Linked DNA regions of Mus musculus: region 1 is linked to region 2. The links are chromatin contacts, called in public promoter capture Hi-C maps. All regions are on one chromosome and are shown on one strand. The core of a region is the stretch at or near the end of the contact, and the rest is flanking DNA. Distances in the headings are between cores, read along the strand shown.

Region 1 (4,921 bases), core at 1,307-3,806, 130 kb before region 2:
GAGGCTTTCTTTCTTCACTCACAATCATCTGGCCTCTGTTAACAGCTGTTTCCCAGGATAGCCCCCTGTCCGTTAGTGAGCTCTGGCATGCTGGAGACCAGGCTAGAGGCCTCCTCACAGCTGGTTCAGGAGAAGACCCTGTCCTGAGGTCTCCCTACTCTTCACTGACTGACAAATTAATTCTCCTAGTTAGGGCTGCTTCTTTGAGGGCACAGGTCAGTTCTAGATATGGTGCTATTGTCTCATCCAGAGTGCCCCCAAGAGGTGGGAAGGAGAATTGCATGAGAGTATGACTGTTGGCTGCCCTTTTGTCCTTGTAATAGACCTCAGTTGTTGTTATTTTCTCCTTTTCCTGCCCAGTGAGATGTGGGACATTACAATGATGTAGAAAGGCATGCTGGCATATTGAGTGTATCAGTCCTGGCCCTAGGCCAGCAGGTGTCTAACTGCCCTGGGTGTTAGTTTATGTTGGCCATATTCCTTGTGCCTACCTCTAGGCCATTTGTTTTTCTCATATATTTCCTGAGGAGTGTGGTTAAGTGGAAGACTTAATCTGGCTCCCTAGGTTGCTGGTTTAGAGTGGCTCCCCTAGAGTCACAGACAAGAATTTATAGGCAGAAATCAGTCAGGCGCTGACCACTGCTAGTTCCTCCGGCATCTAAAGCAGGGGGTGATGTGAATGGAGGTAAAAAGTTCTCTCCCTCCTCCTCTCTCTCCTTCCCTCCGCCCCTCCCTTCTTCCCTCTCTCCTCCCACTCCTCCCTTCCCTCCCTCCTCTCCTTCTTTCCTTCCTTCCTTCCCTTTGCGGGGAGGAGGGGTAGGTACAACAGGGTCTTGCTATATAACTCAAACTGGATTCAGCCTTCCTGAGTTCTGGGATTACAGGCCTGCACCACCGTGTCCCGTTTAAGGGAAAACCTTTTCAAGCTTGCATGTGTATCCACCTCTCTGCAGGGCCAGGGAGAGGCTCTGTCCTTCCTCTCGGCTGGCAGGCTACATACAGCAGGGATGTCTGATACCTCAGTGACATTGACCTTCCGATGACAGTGATGGGTTCTGAGAGAGTGACCCCTTCCGTTTCTCTGCTGAGGAGGGAGGATCAGATTCCTGACAAACTCACAGCTGCCCTGGTCAGGATGTCTGAGCCTCTGTGCCTCTCTGTTCTCTGTGAGTGGTCCCTCCAGCCAGTGCAGGCCTAGGGAGAGTCAGAAACTTGTTTCCTTCCCTATGGAAAAGTCCACTGTGGCCAAGTCTGATGGGATATTTTCAGACTGTAGCTGCTGTGGGCCACTGAGTAAGTGAGCAAGAGGGTTAGAGTTCTTTATGTTGCACTTTTTTTTTCCTCCTCACTTGGAATGGAGACCAAGAATGTCTCCATTCATAAAAACAGATTTAGAAATTCTCTAAATAGTAATTAGACATTTTGGAAATGAGAGGACATGTTCCGCTCTTTGTTTGAAACCATCTTCATTTATACTATCAAAGGGAGGATGGTGGACTTTCAAACAGCAGATCTGGGAAGAATGTCTTCCCTGCCACTTACACAAGCTCTGTTTGTGGGCAAATCATTGTACGCATCCAGCCTCAGGTTCCAGTGCTAACCTGGCAGGCAAGCTGGAAAGGCCTTTGGGAATTGTAATACAGAGCACTATTGGCCTGGGCTTGTAGCTCAGGTCGGAATTAGACACTTGCCTAGCATTCTGGAGACCCTGGCTTTGATGCCCAGAACTGCAAAAAACAAAACCGAGACTGCAGTAGCTTGGAGCTTTGAACACATGCAAGGAAGGAAGGATGCAAGTTCAAGGACCACCTGGGCAACTTAATAAGACTGTCTCAAAAAGTAAGCAAGGATGTATAGATCAGTGGTAGGAAGTTTGCCTAGTGTGTACACACATACTCGATGAATTAGGGATTTTGCCTGGACTTGACTTGATAATTCCTGGGGAGCTCTTTTGGAAGTTGTATCCAGATTGGTTCATCACCTAGCAGCCTTTCTTTCTTTTTTTTTTTAATTTTGCTTTTTGGTTTTGTTTGTTTGTTTTTTTGTTTTTGGTTTTTTTTTTTTGAGACAGGGTTTCTCTGTCTAGCCCTGGCTGTCCTGGAACTCACTTTGTAGACCAGGCTGGCCTTGAACTCAGAAATCCGCCTGCCTCTGCCTCCCGAGTGCTAGGATTAAAGGCGTGCGCCACCACGCCCGGCTTTTAGCAGCCTTTCTACCCAACATCCTACATTTTTTATTCTGGGAGTCCCTGACTGCTTCCTGACCAACAAAACTACTCCAAGTTGGTCAGTAGTTTTCTGGAGCAGAGACCATGGCTGATGAGGCCACTCTGGCTCTAGAGAGAACAGCCTGGTGCAGGGACCCCAGAGGTTTGTCCTCCAGTGAGAGGTGCCCCCCCCTGGGAAGCCATCTTCTGTCCCAGGAGTAGGAGGCCTATGCAGGACAATGCTGGGGGAGAAGGGGGCCTGGGGGAGGGGTCTCTGGAAGCTCAGGGTTCGTGAGAGTCTGTGCTGGGGCTTGGGGGCCCTGTGTTTGCTCTGTGGCTGGCTCTGTTTATATCACTCGCTATATTTAGCTTCTGAGTCATCAGTGCGGCAGACTGGAGGCCGAGTTCCCCACACACTCTGCACCTGATTGCTCTTTCTTCCAAGAGAAGGCCTTCTAGTTCCAGGCAGTTCATTCCTCTCTGCCCACCAAGACAGGCCATGGGGATGGGAGTTAGCGTTAGTGTGTTTTCAGGGTTGGGGGAGGTGGGAAGACGGGATTGGAGGAAGCACAAAGAAAGAATAAAGAAAAGTGGCTGGTTTGCCTTTTGATCCATGCCTGGCAAGCCAAGAGGGCACATTCCATGACCAAAGCAAGAACAGTCTCCTGTGTGCTGAGAGAAGGGTTCCAACCTTTATCATTGCCCAGTCTACCCTGTCCTGGCCAGCAGACTGACCCCACAGAGAAAAAAACAGTCAGCTGCCAAGGCCCCAAGTTGCGAGTGAGTCTGGGGGTTCATTCTCCATAGCAGTATAGTCTTGCAACAGGCCCACCCCTCCTGCTCTCCTCCCTCTCTCCCTCCCTCCTCATTAACTGAGACACTTCCCTCCAGAGCTCTTCAGAACTTGCCCAGTGGTCTTCCCGTAGCTGCTCTGAGACAGGGAAACTGAAACACCCTGAGGGAGTTGGGTAAGGTGTCAGGGGTTTCTACTTCCTGGTTATGGAGGCAGTGTTCCAAGGCACTGTCTCCTGCCTTGCCACTTGTCCCCCAGTGGCCAGATCCAGTGACTTCCAGTTGTGTCAGGAAGCCCTGTCACCTCCAGCCAAAAAGTGGCAGTTCTAGGCTGTCCTTCCTTCCTTGGAGAAGTGACGGCCTTTGCTTTGGCAGCGCTCGGATCCTGTTAGTACTGTTGCCTGTGCTGAGAAAACCCTTGGAAAGTATTCTTTTCCTTTTTCCTTTTGCTATGTTGCTAATCATGGAGTGTCTGGGCAGCGGCTCACTGGGTCCCTGGATGACCCTCTGGGTGTCAGACCCCAAGTTAGTTTGAAAGCCTTGAAACCTGAGCTCAGCTGCCTCTGACTACTGGGACCAGTCTCAAAATAGGAAGGCTGGTCCGTCCCAAAGACTGCATAAGTCCGTGCGGGAGGTGGTGCTTGCTGGGGGCAGGGGCAGGCTTGAGAGCAGAATGTGTCTGCTGCTTACTGCTGCCACGAGGCCCAGGGACAAATGTATAGTTCCTCACGTAATGAGCCGAGTGGCCTTGAATGTCCAGTCCCATTGTTCCTATTCCATAGAAAACAGGCTCACAGAGGCAAAGCAGCATGCCCAAGTTACTCTGTAAGTGGTGAACTCAGGGCTGTGAGGACTCTGATTCTAAAACAATGACATTTCTACCTCCCCATCTCTTAAGATTTTTTTTTTTTTTTTTTTGGTTTTTCGAGACAGGGTTTCTCTGTGTACCCCTGGCTGTCCTGGAACTCACTTTGTAGACCAGGCTGGCCTTGAACTCAGAAATCCGCCTGCCTCTGTCTCCCGAGTGCTGGGATTAAAGGCGTGTGCCACCACACCCAGCTACCTCCCCATCTCTGTTTGTGCGCAAACACACGCCCAAAGGCAAGGATATGATGATGGAGCTGTCATTTTCCGCCTTAACCAATCTGACTGATACTTAATCCTGGTCTCTTAATTTCTTCTTTGTTAGATTGTGAAATCGCTGAGAAGGAGGTTATATCTTAACAGCCTTTGTGTCCTGTAACTCTGAGCTGCCTGCGCTCCGTAGCTCCTCAGTGGCTTCAGCAAAAAGCATCTTCCCAAGCTCCGGAGAGTGGAAATTTCCTAAGGTTGCGTTATCACTGTCCCTGCTCTCAGCCACAGGCTCTTTCCTTCAGCCTTGGCCTGGGTAGTTTGACAGTGTGACGGGAGACTGCGAGGGGCAGTGTGCAGATCCCTCTGAGGCAATTCTGTAGACCGTGCAATTCTGTATTTTGAAGTAAATGAAGTGGTTTCAAACCATGCTCTGAGGTTCTAATTTCAGACCAGTCTTTAGTTCTACTTGATCTTTCATTAACTCTTTCTCTAAAAGGTTTCTTTCTTTCTTTTTTTTTTTTTTTTGTGGTCCACATCAGCCTTTCTGAATAGTTAACAATCTGGAAACAATGCCTTTACGTGTAATAGGGAAGCAGTTCTATTTGCATAATGTTAGAGTAAACACTGAGGGTTTTTTTTTTAAAGACAGGGTTTCCCTGTGTAGCCCAGGTTATCATGGAACTAGCTCTGTAGAGTAGGCTGGCCCTGTACTCAGTGATCTGCCTGCCTCGGCCTCTTGAGTGCTGGGACTAAAGGTGTGCACCACCATGCCCGACTGACACCGCAATACATTTAGGAAAGAAAAGCTGTATAGGATCAGAGAGACCGCTCAGAGGTAGAGTACTTACT
Region 2 (4,595 bases), core at 1,300-3,799:
AGGATACATAGTGAGACCCTGTCTCAAGCCCCTTTTACCACAAATCAGAAAACAAAAGAAACAGACCCCAAACGTAATAAATGAAAGGCCGGAGCTTTAGCTTTAGCACATGAGAGGGAAAGATGTCTCCTGTGGACATTAGGGCTTTTACAAGAGGACACGTAGATCCTTTGGTACAGAATGGACGGCACCTGCTTAGCCATTTCCTTCCTTTTCTTCTCTTCCTTGATCTCCTCTTTCCTTCTCTGAATCTCGTGGAGGATTTCACGTTGCTGAAATAAATCAGACCAGGTCAGACACCAATCTATATAAGAAGGCACCCAGCAGGTCCATTCTGGACTCACATAGCTTTTCAATTTCCATGCCAGGGCCCTCATTTCCTGAGATCTACACATGAAAACTTGGAGTAGCCACGCTCATGTCTGCTGCCAGTGTCTCTGAGCAGCAGGCTTCCCTGTGAGGTACTGGGTTTGTCTTCCTTTTCACTCTTCTAGCTTCAACATCTGCCCATGTGCAGAGGCTGGGTGCAGGGGCTGTTGTCTTCCATGAACTTATACAGGTGTGGTGGAGTTGGACGTTCTCAGAGCCTGGGCCTAGGGTGGCAAAGGCCCAGGTATCACATCAGCCCACCATGACCTTAATATGCCTTCTCACATCATCCTTTTGAGTATTAAGTTATTTTGATCTTCGTCAATTGTTCTTAGTTCCCTACAACTGTAAATTTTATCAAGAGTATTAAGTCATCAGAAATGTAAATAGCAATAAAATGCAAAAAAACATAATCTAAATTTACAGGTAGTTACAGCAGTATACCAAAAAAGACTGTGAGTTAAAGGCCCACTAACATCTAATACTGAGCAACTATGCACTCTAACTGGGGACTTGACATGGTTTAATAGGAGCCAAGCAATATGGGTAAGATCCATCTCAATGGAATATGAGGGATGGAGAATGTTTGCCCTGTCAAGAACAACAACATGCTATAGAAAACACACAGAGGATGTTAGTATAGCATAGGGTGGACAAAATGAGGCAGAAACAAGAACCAGACGTAAGCACCTAAAAGCAGGAAGGGGCTATTTGGAAAGAGGAAAGGTGCCAGAGGATGGAGAAGGAGAGGGACGAGAAAGGATAGCAGCATGGTGAATGTGATCAAAGTATGTCATGTGTATGCATAAAATGCCACTAGGAGACATATTACCATTAAAGAAAGTGGGAGAAAATCCAAGTCTTGAAGTATGAGTAGTAATATCTATAGCAAGAAAGAAAACCAGACTTTCATACCAAGAAATAAACATAAACCCAGTCCTAGATGGGAGTTTAGTATGGATAAGATACCAATTCTTCCCCAAAGAATATGCAAATTTGCTCTAATCAGTCAAAAATCTCAGGAGGCTTATCCGTTTTGTAGAATCTGAAGGGACAATTCCATAGTTCACCTGTGACACTTGGTACATGGCACATGTCTGTGATACCCACACTGGGATACACAGTAAGACCCTGCCTCGGGAAAAAGAACCAAGGTAAGAGAGGGAGAGGAGAGGAAGCTGGGGAAGAAAATGAAGAGCAACAGAATGGAAGAAAAAATAATGGAAGATGAGGGGGCGGGGAAGGGTAGGTTGGCCTGTGAAATATTAAAAACATGCAAAGATTAAAAAAAATCAGAGCATGTGAATACTCAAGAAAATGAACTTAAATTTCCCCATAGATTCTAGCATAGGTAAGCAATTAAGACACACTTCAAAACAGTGGTTCTCAACTTGGGTGTGCAAATCAGATATCCACATCATGATTCATAACAGCTGCAAAATTACAGTTATAAAACAGCAACAAAATTTAATGATGGGGGGTCACCAAAATATGAGGAATGTATTGAAGGGTTGTAGCATTAGGAAACTTGAGAACTACTGTTTTAGAGGAATCCTACAGATCACTGAATGAGGAATGGCTGTGGAATGTGTTAGGGAAACACCTCTTTCTTTTCTTTCTTTCTTTCTTTCTTTCTTTCTTTCTTTCTTCCTTCCTTCCTTCCTTCCTTCCTTCCTTCCTTCCTTCCTTCCTTCCTTCCTTCCTTCCTTCCTTTCTTTCTTTCTTTCTTTCTTTCTTTCTTTCTTTCTTTCTTTTTTAACCTGCACCCACATAAGTACTTACTAAGTTGATCAAGGGGCTAAAAAGAAAACAATTTTAAGTTAAAAATCAAGAAGGAAACCCAGGGTATAAAACATCTTAAAGGATTTTTAAAAGTCAGGAAGCAGTTCCTGCTCAGGAGAAGTTAACAGAAGAATAGAGCTGTTTAGTGACCATGAAAGTAAGTTTAACTCCTGGCTCTTCTACCCACTGGGCATCAGCCACATCTGTCAGTCAGGAGGAAAAAGCCTCCAGATTCAGTGAACTCCTGTACAGGTTGGCAGGCTTAGCGACACAGGAAGTCCAGTCATATGAGCCACTTAGAGAAGGGCTCCAAGCCAGTGATGGCTGCAGGGAGAGAGCTGGGTAGTGTTGCTCAGTGACTTGTAGTGATTTCTCTCACATGAATGCACATTTCCTGAATGAAGTGATGAGTAAGACTCACAGACATACTCATAGTGAGAGTGGGAATAGACACATGGAGGCCTCCAGGCTGGGGCCAGCACTAACAGCTGGTTCTCACCTCCTGCTCCTCCTTCCGCCTGGCCTCCAGCAACCTCTGCTGCTTCTCCTGAGCCTGCCTTTCCAGCATTTCTTCATGGAAAGACTTTGGTGGGGGCTTGTTATGCTCGCTGAGAAACGACTGCACATGGTGTGCCAGTTCAAATATCATCACCTACACATGTAAACAAAACAACCACAAATGATCAGTTGATGGCAAGGGGCAGGGCCTGGAGAGGGACTGCCACCCGGCAACACGATGAGCAGGCAGCCAGACTCACCTGCCGTGCCAGCATTTTGTCACTTTGCTCTGACATCTTTGGAATTAGGTATATGACACAGTCACAGTAGAAAAAGCGCTTAGAGGGCTCACTGAGTCTGTGATCAAGATACATCGCTGCTGAGATAAATAAAAAGTGTCTCTTCTTGTGTATGTGTGTATGTGTGTGTGGGTAAGATCTACTCAAATATACTGTCATTTTCCTAACATCTAATCATCTGTATAAATAAAGCTGAAAACTATGTACAACTGTAGAAAGGGAGTGGCTACCTTGCCAAGTAGAGAGCCTGTTTACTTGACGGTTGGACAGAACGGTCCCATGAGCATCAATCAGTGCTGTCACTTGTCCAGATAGCACACTGATCAGAGGCCCAGAAGCAAGTCTATAGACCTCTCCTTCCCTCCCTTCTGGCAATGAACAAGCAAGAGGCTGGTCAATATGTAAGGAATCAGCCAGACAGAGCCAGGAAGGGAAGGCAACCTCAAACATCCATAGGGGAACAGAGAAAGTCACCTTTCTAGCCTCTGGGCTAAGCCAGAAGCCACAGTAGGGTGGCAATCAATAGTTCAGGGGTTCTGAGACCACACTGACTGGCATCCAGCCCAGGGTACCATAGCCAAGCTGCTTCTGTCAGTGAAGAATGTGGACCGAGGCGCTTTCCCCCACAGTTACCAGAGAGCATTTAAACATCTTACTCTTTCATGCTGCTTCTAAGGGGCCTGAGCATTGATGACGCTTTCCTCGAGAAGCTGTGAGTCTGTTCACAGTTGGCCTTCCCAGAAGTATGTGCTAAGAAAGTGCAGCCTTCGCTCGGTAGAGGTGATATACTTTTTTATTATACCAGAAGCGGTGGTGTTTACTAAATATATCTTGACCTAGGGTTGAGTAATGTCAGTCTAGAGGCTAAGCAAGGGCTAAAATAACATTGGGTAAAGCAAGATGTTCCCACCACTCCCAGAGACCATTTCTAAACCAGAACCAGGCAAGACCACAACTGTCAAGGTTTTGTTCTCATTGATTTAACTTATTAGCACTTTCTGAGCAAGTGAAGTCTGATACAATTTGTAGGACTGCATAAAAGCAAGCATATTCCAAAGTGAGTCTTCCTGAGTGCTTCTCTCCTGTCCATCCAGGGCTGGCCTCAGATGCTGCTCAAGGGCTTCTCCTGCCCTCTTTCCACTCTGGACACCTCATCATGATTCTCCAGAGCATTAGTCTCCAGTCGGCCATGGTTTTAGACAATGCTTTGTCTGTGCCCCTCATGGAGGCCAAATTGTCTGAACACCATAGTTCCCCAGCATAAGATGTTCAGTAAATAACTTCTGACTGACTCAGGGAGGAACCCAGGAGTTTGATTTTATCAGTTAAAAAAAAAAAAAGAATCTTTGGTACACTTTGGATCACTTTCCACGACTAATAAAGGCCTGCTAACACACAGCCAGATGTGTAGTGCACTCCCTGACTAATCCTCAGGAGGCAGAGACAGGCAGAGACAGGCAGATGTCTGTGAGGCCAGCCTGGTTTCTATGTGAGCTCCAGGGCTACATAGTGAGACTCTGTCTCAAAAACAAACAAACAAACAAACAAACAACCCTCCACTCCCCAACCCCCACCAAAAAAACCCAACCAACCAACCAAGATCTACTAATGTAGATCAAAAGTCACTCAGAGGAGTGTTGAGCATGT

Evidence for each region. Capture Hi-C pulls out chosen DNA fragments and counts their contacts.
Region 1: a contact with region 2 is called in a promoter capture Hi-C map of pancreatic islet. The contact joins two enhancer-like sites. A contact is called at or near these places in 1 of 39 promoter capture datasets (hippocampal neurons), 1 of 484 Hi-C or Micro-C datasets (embryonic fibroblasts), 1 of 115 datasets of contacts at active chromatin or transcription factors (bone marrow-derived macrophages) and 2 of 9 other capture datasets (adipose tissue and pancreatic islet).

Annotation. Positions count from the first base shown.
Region 1 is chr2:118,538,671-118,543,591 of GRCm38.p6, reverse strand. The region is part of intron 4 of Bmf (BCL2 modifying factor); the gene reads left to right. Among named protein-coding and RNA genes, the nearest start is that of Bmf, 8.6 kb to the left of the region's middle. Within about 2 kb of position 2,556, at least 251 of the 459 cell types and tissues checked have an H3K27ac peak or open chromatin away from gene starts, as enhancers often do. A contact at or near this core is called in embryonic fibroblasts and pancreatic islet, where this site is marked.
Region 2 is chr2:118,406,560-118,411,154 of GRCm38.p6, reverse strand. It overlaps Eif2ak4 (eukaryotic translation initiation factor 2 alpha kinase 4), which reads right to left. Exons shown (of 39, transcript NM_013719.3): 4 at 2,651-2,803; 5 at 192-272. Among named protein-coding and RNA genes, the nearest start is that of Eif2ak4, 20 kb to the right of the region's middle. Within about 2 kb of position 2,549, at least 26 of the 459 cell types and tissues checked have an H3K27ac peak or open chromatin away from gene starts, as enhancers often do. A contact at or near this core is called in embryonic fibroblasts and pancreatic islet, where this site is marked.